2 separate regions of the Sus scrofa genome follow, and region 2 is linked to region 1. The links are chromatin contacts, called in public HiChIP or PLAC-seq maps. All regions are on one chromosome and are shown on one strand. Each heading gives the region's core, a stretch centred on a gene start, on an enhancer-like site or on the middle of the called end of the contact. The rest is flanking DNA. Distances are from core to core; before and after follow the strand shown. Region 1 holds the start of ITGAX (a long non-coding RNA gene). Region 2 holds the start of LOC100522011 (apoptosis-associated speck-like protein containing a CARD).

Region 1 (6,370 bases), core at 2,376-4,875:
AGGGCAACTCACCAGCAGCTGAAAGGGCTTGGTGGTGGCCGCCATGGACAGGCCCAGGGACATGTTCACAGCCTCTGGGGGTACTGAGGGGACAGGTAGGTTCATGGTCACCCGTAGGAAGAGGTGGCTGTAAGATCTGGGCAGGGGCCACCTCAACTCTGGGAGATTAGTTCTCATGGGTAAAGGGGGCTTGTAGATGTTTTTTTTTTTTTTTTTTTTTTTTTCCCTTGGCCACACCTGCAGCCTGTGAAGTTCCCAGGCCAGGGACCGAACTTTCACCATGGCAGTGACCACACCAGATCCTTAGCCCACTAGGCCAATAGGGAACTCCAAGAGCTTTCAGATCTTGATGGAGCTAAAGGGGTGCAAGAGTGTGGTGGGTGGGACAGTTTGAGGGGGTCAGGAAACCAGTCAGAGGGTGAGGGTCTGCAGACCAAGCTGAAGCTGAGAAATGGGTCCCCTGTGCTCCCCACAGGCTCCCAGCCAGGGGCAGTGACTCACCCTGCAGGTGGATGGCCTCACATAGGCTCGTACTATAGTCACACCGGTAGAGACCACCTGTTTGGTTGGCAGCCCTTACCTCCTGGGGGGCGCCAACCACCAGCCTGGCAGGGGGAGAAGACAAGAACACAGCAGCTAAGAGTGTGGGCACTGGAGCCAGACTGCCCCTTGGCAAGTTTGTGTCCCCTGTCTGAGCCTCAGTTTCCTCATCTGTAAAGTGGAGATTAATAACAATTCTTTTTTAATTTTTGCTTCCCTTTTTTTTTTTTTTTTTTTTTTTTTAAAAAGGGCTGCACCCACGGCATATGGAAGTTCCCACTCTAGGGGTTGAATCTGAGCTGTTGCCAGCCACAGCAACGCTGGATCTGAGCCCTGTCTGCGACCTACACCACCGTTCATAGCCATGCAGGATCCTTAACCCACTGAGTGAGGCCAGGGATCGAACCCGTGTCCTCATGGGTATGAGTCGGGTTCGTAACCTGCAGAGACATGATGGGAACTCCCAATGACAATTTAAGTTCTGCATGGGCGAGATGTTTGTCATCTTTATTCCCAGGTGTGTGCCTGGCTCCTGAGACGTAGTAATAGATGCTCAATAAACATATGTTGAATGGTTGATCCCCACCTTGTAAATTTGTTGCGAGGACTAAATCAGTGCCCACACAGATGATCCTATTTACAGAGCAGAAACAGACTCACAGGCATGGAGAGCAGACCTGTGGTTGCCAAGGGGGAGGAGTAGGAGGAGGGAGTGGGATGGACGTGGAGTTTGGAGTTAATAGATGCAAACTATTACGTATAGAATGGATAAGCCATGAAGTCCTGCTACACAGTGCAGGGAACTCTATCCCATCACCTGTTTCTAAATTTTTTTATTATAGCTGGTTTACAGTGTTCTGTTCATTTCTGCTGTACAGCAAAGTGGCCCAGTGATACACATAGATATACACGTTGTTTTTCTCGTATTATCTTCCATCGTGTTCCGCCACACGTGATTGGCGAGAGTTCCCTGTGCGGGACACCAGGACCTCATTGCCTGTCTCCTCCAAATGCAATAGTTTGCATCTGCTAACTCCAGACTCCCAGTCCATCCCACTCCCTCCCCGCCCTTAGCAACCACAAGTCTGTTCTCCATGTCCATGAGCCAATCATTTGCGATAGAACATGATGGAAAGGAACGGTAGTATGAGTACAGTGCCCCAGAAATACACAAAGTCAGCTGTGGTTGTCAAGATGGTGCAATGGCCTTTCTTTGGTCCAGCTCATCAGAGCCCTGGGGGAACTGCCACCGGCAGACCGAGGAGAGTTTGTACATAAGGAGAGGGATGAGCTGAGAGACAGACCCTGGGCAGGGGAGGAGCTGAGAGCCAAAGGCCAGACACCACTCAGTCCTCACCAGTTGGCATACTGGACCACGCTGTGTCCAAACCCAGCACTGTCCACACGGAAAATTGTCGGCTGGTCTGTGTCCAAGTTGAAGCAGAGAGAGGAAGCTAGCGCTGGAGAGGAGGGCGAGAGGACAAGCTTCGGAGAAGAGTCTTCCTCCTGCTCCATTCCCCCCCAGTCCCCAGCCACCCCCATCTCCCACCAGCTCTCCCCTCCAGGCACAACACCCCACCATCTCCTGGTCTTCCAGACCCTCAGGCTCAAGCTTGCCAGCCCTGCTTCTCTCCCTCCCTTAATCCAGAGATAGCTCTTCACCAACCAGCCTTTCAGCAGGTTTCAGTTCTCCATTTCCACAGAGCAACAGCCAAGCTCCAAAGACACTCCTTCCCCACCCCTACACCTGGGCTCCTATGAGAAGGACTCCAGGAAAACTTGGGGCCAAAGGGATGCTGTGGATGGGTTGACTTATTCTGCCTGCTTGAGAAACCTCTGGATTGTGCCGGCACCTAGCCTCTCTTCCAGCATCTTTGAACACCCCCCAAATAGATTCCTCAGTATCTTCTCAACCTCCTTGAACTTCAGATCCCAACCCGAGATAACTCAAGATCCCTCCCTTAATTGCTGAGTGCAAAACGCGTGTCCTCAGCCCTCTCTCTCTCTGCACCCCCATCCCCTCCTCCCCCTTCATGGAGATCCCCGGCTTACCCAGCACCAGGAGGAGGCCGATCCTGGTTCCCATCATGATTGGAAGGTCAGATGTGGGCATCAGGGTGCCTGAGCCACCAGGAGAAGAGCTGGACCAAGGTACCAAGGAAGCAAGTGAGTAGAGAGGGGGTCAGGAGGCTTGAGGCAGGGAGGGAAGTTGCCTGCATGACTCAGAGGTAGAGGGCGGAGAATACAAGCAAGCCAAGCGGAGAAGGGGGCCCGGCAGCCCACACATGCTGCACCCAGGAGTCTCTCTAACCAGCTCTCTTGCTCTAAGGCGGTTTCTCTTGTCTCACCATAAACTCGGGCAGATGCAAATCTCCTACCCTGCGCCCCCTCTCCCAGGCTCCCTCATCCTACCGGTGAAAGCTTCCCCTTGACCTCGAAACTTCGGTTAACCTGGGGAGGGGAAGGGGCAGATGCTGGGGGCCGGGCGGGGGGGTGGGGGTGTCAGAACCCTAATGGAGACCCCTCCCCCACCTCGGACCCTGGACCCATGGTGTTTTGCTTGTGTGTTCATCATTTAAGCAATAAGCCTCATTTGGGGCTGATTATGCAAGCCTTCTGTTGGCAGAGGGAGAAAAGACAAACCACAGGGCCCCAGCCCTAGGGTCAGCGGGGAAGGCAAATAGGTAACCAGTAAGCCATTGCTGTGAGAGGAGAGGGTACCTGACCCAGGTTGGAAGGGTGTGGATTTCCACGAAGCCGTCTTGGCAAGCAGTGGCCCTTGATCTGCGTCTTGAAGGCAACCCGCTCTAGGGGAGCCTGTTTCGGAAGGGGTAGCCGAACCGGGAAGAGGCTTGAGACAGGAGGGCAGGGCGTCTTAGGAAACCAGCCATAGGAACAGAGAGCCGGAAGCGGGAAGTGGTGAAAGATGAGGTCAGTTTGGGAGGAGAGCAACCAGCAGCGGGCCTCGGGGCCTGGAAAGCCCCCTGAAGATCTAGTCATCTTCTCTTGAGCACAGAGGGAAGCAGAGGAGCAAATGCAGAAGAGCAACTGAGATCAGCAAACATACTTGTCAGAAAGCTCATTCCTTGTGCCACAGCAGGAACGCCCCAATGAAAAAGAGTTTAGGCTGGAATTCCCACTGTAGCACAGCGGTAACAAACCCGACTAGGACCCATGAGGAGGAGGGTTCGATCGCTGGCCTTGCTCAGTGGGTTGAGGATCCGGCGTTGCCATGAGCTGTGGTGTAGGTCGCAGACGTGGCTCGGATCTTGCGTGGCTGTGGCTGTGCTGTAGGCTGGCAGCTACAGCTCCAATTCGACCCCTAGCCTGGAAACCTCCCTATGCCAAGGGTGTGGCCCTAAAAAGCCAAAAAAAAAAAAAAAAAAAAAAAATTGAGTTCTTTCAATTTCTCTATGCCTGAGTTTCCTCTTCTGCAAAGTGGGGGTGATACAAACACACACCTCCTATTGCTGCTGGGAAGGTTGCTAGAAAGAGGGACCCTATGGGGCCTGAGTTCCTTGGGAGCTAGCTGGAGACAGATGAGTCAGGAGGGAGGTGAGGGGGGCCTGTGGGTGGCCTTGGGGACAAACTGAAGGCTGACTGGTCACTGGGGCATGGACAGTGGTGATTGTCCTTGAGCTAGAGGGTACGGGAGGGGAAGGCGTGGCAGGCTGGGCCAACTTCAGGGTTGAGGTGTTTAAGAGTATAAGCATTTGGTGTCACATTCTAAATCGAATGCACTCCAGTAAAATAAATGCGTTTCTTCTGTTTGCCCCCCCCCCCACCGCAGCCTATGGAGTTCCCAGGCCAGGGATCGAATCCAAGCCAGAGTTGTGACCTGCACCACAGCTTCGGCAATGTCAGATCCTTAACCCACTCCGCCTGGCCGGGGGTGGAGGGCCGGGGATGGAAACTGAGTCCTTGCCGCTGCAGAGACACCATGGATCCTGTTGTGCCACAGCGGGAACTCCCCAATAGAATGATTTGTTTTTAAAAGAGTTTGGGCTCCTCTGACCTCTCTCTGCCTCAGTTTCCTCTTATGAAGAATGGGGGTGATGAAAATGCACAGCTCCTATCGTTGCTGGGAAATTTTTGTCTTTTGTCTTTCTAGGGCTACACCTGCAGCACAGGGAGGTTCCCAGGCTAGGGGTCGAATCAGAGCTGCAGCTGCCGGCCTACACCACAGCTCCAGCAATGCACGATCCGAGCTGCGTCTGCGATCTACACCACAGCTCACGGCAATGCCGGATCATTAACCCACTGAGCAAAGCCAGGGATCGAACCCACGTCCTCATGGATACTAGTCAAGTTCATTAACCACTGAGCCATGACGGGAATTCCTGTTGCTGGAAAGGTTGGGTTAGTAAGTGTGAAAATGCTTGAACAAGTACAGAAGAGCCGTTATTATTGGCTGCAATCATTCCTAAGCTGCAATGATTACTGCGTTAGGTAAGAGGGCTTCCCAAGGGGAGGGACATCCTGGAGGGTGCGGGGGGCTGGAGCTCAGGAGCAAGGTCTGGGTCGGTGATGAGTCTGGAAACCATTGGTTGAGATCCGATGGGAGCATGAGGAGAAAGGAGAAAAATGGACCTGGGCTGGGTCCCAGGGAAGCGCCCGTGTTGGCGAAAAGGCAGCCTGGAGAGGAGCGTGATCCAGATCACAGGCTGCTGTCAAGTCACACAGAGCGAGGGACGAAATGAGGAAGTCTCCCGATCTGCCTACAGAAGCTGTTGGTGACCCTGGAGTGTGCCAAGCCAGGGGGCAGGGGAGGGGCCGGGGCAGCAATGCCACCTGGTGCCGAGCGGCCCAGAGGAGACCTCGGATACGGCGTGGCTGGAGGAGAGCCCTGGAATTGCTGGTGAGGAAGAATATTTGCGAGAGCGAGGGTAAGGGTTCAAAGCTAAGAAGGAAATGGTGACAGAAAAAGGCCGTGAGGAGAAAGGAGAAGTAGCCCAGATCCTGAGCAGGATAAAAAACAAGCAGAAATGACTCAAGCTAGAAGAAGTCTGGGAGGCTCAGGGCTGGTGTCAGGGACTCTTAGGCAAGAGGCTGCCAGCCTCCGAGGCCCTTAGACCTGGCCCTTCTACCGCTCTCCCCCTTAGACGTGGGTTCCGCGCCTGATGGCTGGACGAGGTCAGGATACTGGAAGGGGAAGACTCCATCTCTTCTCTGAAGCCACTCAACAGACTTCCAGGATGCTTCGGAGCAAAGCCAAGGTAAGACCCCTTGCCTTGAGCAAGGATAACTTGGATCATAAAAGTGCAGAGCAGGATGTGTCCTTAGGTCAACCCACCCATTTTACAGATGAAGGCACTGAGGCTCCAGCTGAGACCTTAGGGTGTCTGGGACTCATCGCCCCACTGCCATGAATCATGACTTTGACATTTCCAGAAGAAGGATGGCAACCCAGGGGGATGTTATAAGGCTGTAAGCAAGGAAGGGCCGGACACCCAAGTTACTCATCTCCTCAACCCAGCACGGTTACGAGTCAGTCACATGCAGCTTTGTCCACCTGCACCCCCCACCCCCACCCCTCCCCGGCTGTTCAGAGTCCTGGCCAAGCCTGTGGCAAGAGGTCAAGGGCAGAGGAGGGTCTGCAGTGGTTTGGAGAAACAGTCAGCTTTTCCCACTGCTGGCATTCCTGCCTCAGTAAGTTTCTGCTCTGTCCCTGAGCCCCAAGGTGCTAAATGAAGAAGATTCCAGAAGGATGGTGGAGCAGGAGGGGCTACATCTGATCTGCCTCATCCTGGGGGCGGGTGGGCAGGGGGTGGGCTGGTAGAGAAACCAGGACAAAAGCTGCATTAATCCAGATCTGACTTGCCTGAGCTCA
Region 2 (6,205 bases), core at 3,448-5,947, 100 kb after region 1:
CATCACACCCAGGAAGCATCTTATCACCACCAACTACTCTGGCTTAGTCCAGGGGGCAAGGAGGGCCTGAGGTGAGACCTGAAGGTTCGTTTCTGCCAAAAGTCAAAGCTCAGAACTGGAAGTTCCTGTCCTTGGCCCGGCAATTTCCATACCCAACAGGCATGACCAAAAAACAAAAAGGAAGCTGTTGTTGGTATGATTAGCCTCCCACAGCCTGAGATTCAGTTTCCTCACCTCCAACTACCATGAGATTGGGCAACTGGTAGATCCTTAATCCATTGTTTTCATTTAAAAATTTTTATTCTTAACCCACTGTAGCACTGTGGGCTAAGAATTCAACTGCAGTGGTTTGGGTCACTGTAGAAGCGCAAGTTCGATCCCCAGCCTGGCACAATGTGTTAAGATTTGGTATTAAGGACTTCCCCTTGTGGCTCAGCAGAAACAAACCCGACTAGTATCCATGAGGATGCAGGTTCGATCCCTGGCCTTGCTCAGTGGGTTACGGATCTGGTGTTGCCCTGAGCTGTGGTGTAGATCACAGACATGGCTTGGGTCTGGCATTGCTGTGGCTGTGGTGTAGGCCAGAGGCTACAGCTCTGATTGGACCCCTAGCCTGGGACCTTCCATATGCTGCAGATGTGGCCCTGCAATGAAAAAAATATATATATTTTTTAAAAAAAGATTCAGTGTTGCTGCAGCTGCAGTGCAGGTCACAGCAGTAGCTGAGATTCCCTGGCCTCTGTGGGAACATCCATATGCCTCAGGTAATCAAACCTGCAATCTCACGGTTCCTAGTTGGATTCGTTTCTGCTGTGCCATGAAGGGAACTCCAAAAATAAAATCTTTGGAGTTCCCCTCGTGGCTCAGTGGTTAATGAATCTGACTAGGAACCAAGAGGTTGTGGGTTTGAGCCCTGGCCTCGGTCAATGGGTTAAGGATCCGGTGTTGCTGTGAGCTGTGGGTGTAGGTCACAGACGTGGCTCGGACCCTGCATTGCTGCGGCTGTGGTGTAGGCCGGCGGCTCCAGCTCCAATTAGACCCCTAGCCTGGGAACCTCCACATGCCACAGGTGCAGGCCTAGAAAAGACAAAAAAAATAAATTAAAAAAAATTAAAATTAAAATTTTTTGATTGACATATAATTGATTTACAATGTTGTAGGTGTACAGCGAAGTAATCCAGTTATATACATATGTATGTACATATGTATTTTTTTAGATTCTTTTTCCATTGCAGATTATTACAAGATACTGAATACAGTTCCCTATGCTACACAATAGGTCTTTGTTGGTTACCTATTTTACAGTAATATGTCTTTTTAGAGATAACTTTGATCTCTTCTGAGTTCAGAGTTTACAGTGTGCTCATAGAGCCACATCCACCTGCCAGGTGTCACTTGTCCTCACTGACCTGGCCTGAAACCACTGCAGGAGTGAGGCTCCCACCTGTATGAGGGGACACTCCTACACTTCCAGCCCCTTGTCCCATGGCTCTCTGTGACATCACACTGAAGTGCTAGCACTTGCTCTGAAGTATGTCAGATGAAAAATCACAGCCTGGGTCTTCGGAGTCTGTCCGAATGCGTGTGACCAGGAATGCGATTGAGGTTGGGTGCTAGGGGCCGGCTGGGCCCAGAAGCAAGGGTCCTGGGTGGTGATAAGCAGAAAGAAGCGAAGGGGCACCTTGTCACACCATGACACACCTCCTCAGTTTCCTCACCTCCAGAAAGCCAGGTGTGAAAAGCCCAGCTTCTCTTCCTAGTCATGACACACACTCCTCCAGGTGCAGCTTCCTGCAGCCCCAAAGTTCCACTGAAACACATTACACTGCTTTTACCTAACCTCATCCAGATGAGATGCAATCAAATGGCCATATGAATGGCCAAGGAAATCCCTGCTCCTTGTAGAGCCGAATCAGGTGACTGTTTTTTAAATTCCATGGATCGAACACCCAAAGCGTCTAAGGTCCTAATAAAAGTGAAATGAGCAGGTTTCTATGGCTCTAGGAGTCTACTGTCATTGCATAAGGGCTGATCGAGGCTGGATCTGTGCCCAGCCCTGTCCCAGGTGCTGTGGATCTAAAAGGGCCCTCCAGGAGCCCGCAGTCTGGTGGGGAAGGCAGAGTGAACAGACACACCGTATGATAAACGCTGTGATCGAGGCATCATGGGGGCATCCAGTGGACATGGCCAAAGAATAATTCACCTTGCACAGGACAGAAAAGTCAGCAGGGACGAGCAGAGGCCAGACTCAGAAGCTAGCCAGACAAGCTGTATTTTCCCTCAGCTACATGACCTTGGGCGAGTCCTTCAACCTGAGCCTCAACCTTCTCACTTGTAAAACAGGGCTAAAATTCCCCATCCCACAAGGACTGTTTTAAGGCTTAGAAATAATGCATGTGAAGGATCACGGTCCATCTATAGGGGCTCAGTTGTTAATTTCTTAAAAAAAGCGACCCTTGGAGTTCCCATCATGGCTCAGTGGTTAGTGAGCCTGACTAGCATCCATGAGGATGCGGGGTTGTTTCCCAGCCTCACTCAGTGGGTTAAGGATCCAGCGTTGCCATGAGCTGTGGTGTAGGTCGCAGACACGGCTCCGATCCCACATTGCTGTCTGTGGTGTAGGCCGGCCACAAGCCTGGGAACATCCATATGCCATGGGTGTAGGCCTAAAAAAAAAAAAGAAAAGGAAAAAAGTGACCCCTGATGCACTCTGGAGGACAGGCAGGAACTCACCAAGCAGACCAGGAGGAATGACAGGTCAAGCAGAGAGCAGCTCCGCATGTGCAAGAGCCCAGAGGCCAGTGGGGCAGAGGGTGCTGCAGAGGAAGCTGGCAACGGCCTTGAAGGCCAAGCCAGGGAGCTTTGACTTGATTCTGAGGCACTGAGGGGTCACAAGTTTCCAAGCAGGGGAGGGACAGGATGTGGGTATGTGGGCTAGGAAGATGAAGCCTTCTAGCACAGTGCACAAACAGAGATTCTGCAAGGACCAGAGGCACCGCAACAGCCATGAGCCCAGGGAACACTGGCTGCTGGACCGCAAGCACCACCCATGGTGAGGATGTCAACACACAGGACTATCCCAACACAGGATGGGCAGCAGGGCCCTGCTACTCTGCTGGAAGCTCTTGCCTCCAATGTATTGCAGGTAACACAGCCTCAGTCATTCTTTTGTTCAGCAAATCTCCACTGAGCACCTACTAGGTCCCAGGCCCTCTCTTGATGCTGGAGTCAGCACTGACCCAGACAAGGTCCCTGCCCTCCTAGACCTCACATTCTACAGGGGAGGCAGATGCCAATAAATAAATAAATGTCTAATATGTCAGGATCACATCACTAGAAGGAATGGTGATTGTTATAACCCAGGTGAGAGAGAAAATGAAGGCTGCCCAATACCCACTTAGGAAGGAAAACCAGGATCCAAACTAGACTGTACACATAACTTCAAGCCCATGGTCTTTCAGCTTCTGGAAGATGCTTTTTTTTAAGGGCCACGCCCATGGCATATGGAGGTTCCCAGGCTAGGGGGTCCAATCGGAGCTGTAGCTGCCACCTACACCACAGCCCCGCAGCTCCAGCCACACAAGATCAGAGCTCCGTCTGCCACCTACACCACAGCTTATGGCAATGCCAGATCCTTAATCCATTGAGGCCAGGGACCAAACCTGTGTTCTCATGGATGTTAGTCAGATTCATTCCTGCTGAGCCACAACGGGAACTCCCAGAAACTGCCACTTTTTGAAGAGCTTATATGTAAGGCACACACTGGCATCTCTCTTGAGCCGCAAGACCCTTCATCCATTACTGACCCCACAAGAACTGAGCACCTACTACAGGCCAAGTACCACTCTGGATCCTGCAGCTAGAACCATGATCTGGACAGGCATATCCAGACTGTCAGAGAAGACTGATGCTAAAGGAACACATTTACCATTTGTCCTAAGTACTACAAGGGCTACAAATCAGTAGCAGGTGTTTTGAACTGAAGGGATTCTCAACCTGGCCTCCCAGAGGAAGTAACATTTAACTTAAGACCTAAAGTCTCCAGTCTGTCGGGCAGAGGGAAGAGAGCGGCAGGTTGAGGGAGCAGCATGAGCAAAGCTTTGAAGCAAAGGAGCCTGGCCTATTTGGGGAACTGAGAGGACAGTGAGGTTGGAACTCAAGAGACTGGGGGGAGGAGCCAGGATGTGGTGCAAGACAAGGCTGGGGAGGTCCACAGGTGGACCAGCCAGGCTTCCCAGCTGTGCTCAGAGCCAGGATTCTAGGCAGTCTGGCCTCTAGCACCAACCCACATCACTTCTCATATGTGGGGTCAAGCCACTGGCCCCAGAGGAGCTATCCACGACTCCCCCTCCAGTTGAGGATTTTCTCAGCCATTACAAGAGTCACTTCGCACTTCCCAAGAAATTCAGCTCCTGGGGGACCAAATCCTGGCCCTCCCTGGAAGCGTCTGGCAAGGTTTCAGGTGCCATCAGGTAGCCCGTGTCACGGGGGACCATTTACTAAGTGGATGAATATTATCCCCACTTGATAAGGAACCTGAGGCTCAGGGAGATAAATCACACACTCATCTCTACCTCTTTTTTACACTTTACTTCTCCCAGTTATGTGGAACTTGGGATGCACGGTTCTGATTCTAAGATCCTATGACACGTGAGACAATGCCAAGGTTCAGAACTCAAGAGACCTGAGTTAGAGCTGCAAGATTCTAAGCCTTCGTGTGCCAATAAACCGGGTTCCTGACCTGTGCTGGCAAATGCAAGCCTGAAGAGGCAGGCACCACTCGGCCCTTTTCCACCCAGGTCTCCTGGGCCCCACCTTCAGCCAAAGGACATGAGCGGGGCGCCCCCAAATGGCCAAGAGTGGATGGGAAGCGGCAGGGTGATTAGGAGCCTTACACTAAAGCGATGGGTGGGGGCAGAGGCAGGGGTGAGAAAAGGCGGGGAGTTCCAGGTCCCGCCCCGGAGCAGACTTCCTGGCAGACACCAGATGCCCTGGGTGAGCGGCAGCCGCTGTGAACGGCTGAGCCATGGGGTGCACGCGTGACGCCATCCTGGATGCACTGGAGAACCTGACAGCCGACGAGCTCAAGAAGTTTAAGATGAAGCTGCTCTCAGTGCCACTGCGTGAAGGATATGGGCGCATCCCACGGGGGACGCTGCTGCCCCTGGATGCCATCGACCTCACTGACAAGCTCGTCAACTACTACCTGGAGGAGTACAGCGCTGAGCTCACAGCGCTTGTGCTGCGTGACATCGGCATGAAGGAGGTGGCGGAGCAGCTGCAGAAGACCCTGCACAAGGGTGAGCAAGCCCCCTCCACACTCTGCTGCAGAGGTCCAGACCCCACCCCTCTCTTCCAGTATCCCCTGGTCTGCACCCTCCTCCCAAGCAGTTTGCCTCTAGGGCACTTTCGCTTCCTGTTCCTCTTATCTTTCAATCAAAGTTTCTCTGTTGCCCACACTCAGTACTGACCTTGGCAGGTGCCCCGGCCCCAAAAGGCTTGGAAACAAGCTTAACTGATTTTCTTACAGGCCCTGGAGCCAAGCCAGCTGGAATCAAAGCCCTTCCCCTGAAAGCAGACAACAAACCAGGTGAAGTCTTCACACCCAACCTCACCTGCCTGGCCCCGCCCCACCCCGCCCCACCCCAGCACAGTCTATCTGCTGTCCCAAGGCCAAGAGCACCAGGAAAGTCCAAAGCTAAGCGAACCCTTCTCCCAGGTCTCCTGGGGCCAAGCCTGGTGGGGAAGAGAAAGGGAGACTGAGTCATCCTCATCCCCGTCTGGGAGGAGTCCCCGTGGGCTGCCCACCTTGAGCCCAGCCCTTAGGATTGGATTCAGGGTCCTCTCTGGATAAAGCAAGGTGTTCAGGAGGGACAGACCCCAGCCCCCACCCTGGATGCCAGCTCATCCCCCCTCCTCCCTCCCCACCTCCCCAGCACTGCACTTCGTGGACCAGCATCGGGCAGCCCTCATCTCAAGGGTCACAGACGTGGACGGGCTGCTGGATGCCCTGTACGGGAAGGTGCTGACGGAAGAGCAGTACCAGGCAGTGCGGGCGGAGCACACCAACCCCACCAAAATGAGGAGGCTCTTCAGCTTCACTCCGGCCTGGAACCTGACCTGCAAGGACCTGCTCCTTCAGGCCCTGAAGGACACCCAGCCCTACCTGGTGGCCGACCTGGAGCAGAGCTGACTCGGCTTCCCC

What was found. HiChIP or PLAC-seq counts read pairs in DNA pulled down with a chosen protein or histone mark.
Region 2: an H3K27ac HiChIP or PLAC-seq map of alveolar macrophages shows a contact between it and region 1, with 5 times the contacts expected there. The contact joins the promoter of LOC100522011 here to the promoter of ITGAX in region 1. A contact is called at or near these places in 7 of 47 Hi-C or Micro-C datasets (alveolar macrophages, blood, fibroblasts and 2 more) and 2 of 2 datasets of contacts at active chromatin or transcription factors (alveolar macrophages and skeletal muscle).

The regions. Positions count from the first base shown.
Region 1 is chr3:17,197,763-17,204,132 of Sscrofa11.1, forward strand. ITGAX (a long non-coding RNA gene) reads right to left here and starts at 3,626. Exons shown (of 31, transcript XR_002342355.1): 1 at 3,608-3,626; 2 at 2,593-2,681; 3 at 1,898-2,000; 4 at 502-605; 5 at 13-83. LOC110259903 (a long non-coding RNA gene) reads left to right here and starts at 4,839. Exons shown (of 3, transcript XR_002342359.1): 1 at 4,839-5,426; 2 at 5,643-5,756.
Region 2 is chr3:17,301,224-17,307,428 of Sscrofa11.1, forward strand. LOC100522011 (apoptosis-associated speck-like protein containing a CARD) reads left to right here and starts at 4,698. Exons shown (of 3, transcript XM_003124468.5): 1 at 4,698-5,300; 2 at 5,531-5,590; 3 at 5,937-6,205. The coding sequence starts at 5,027. The coding sequence ends at 6,193.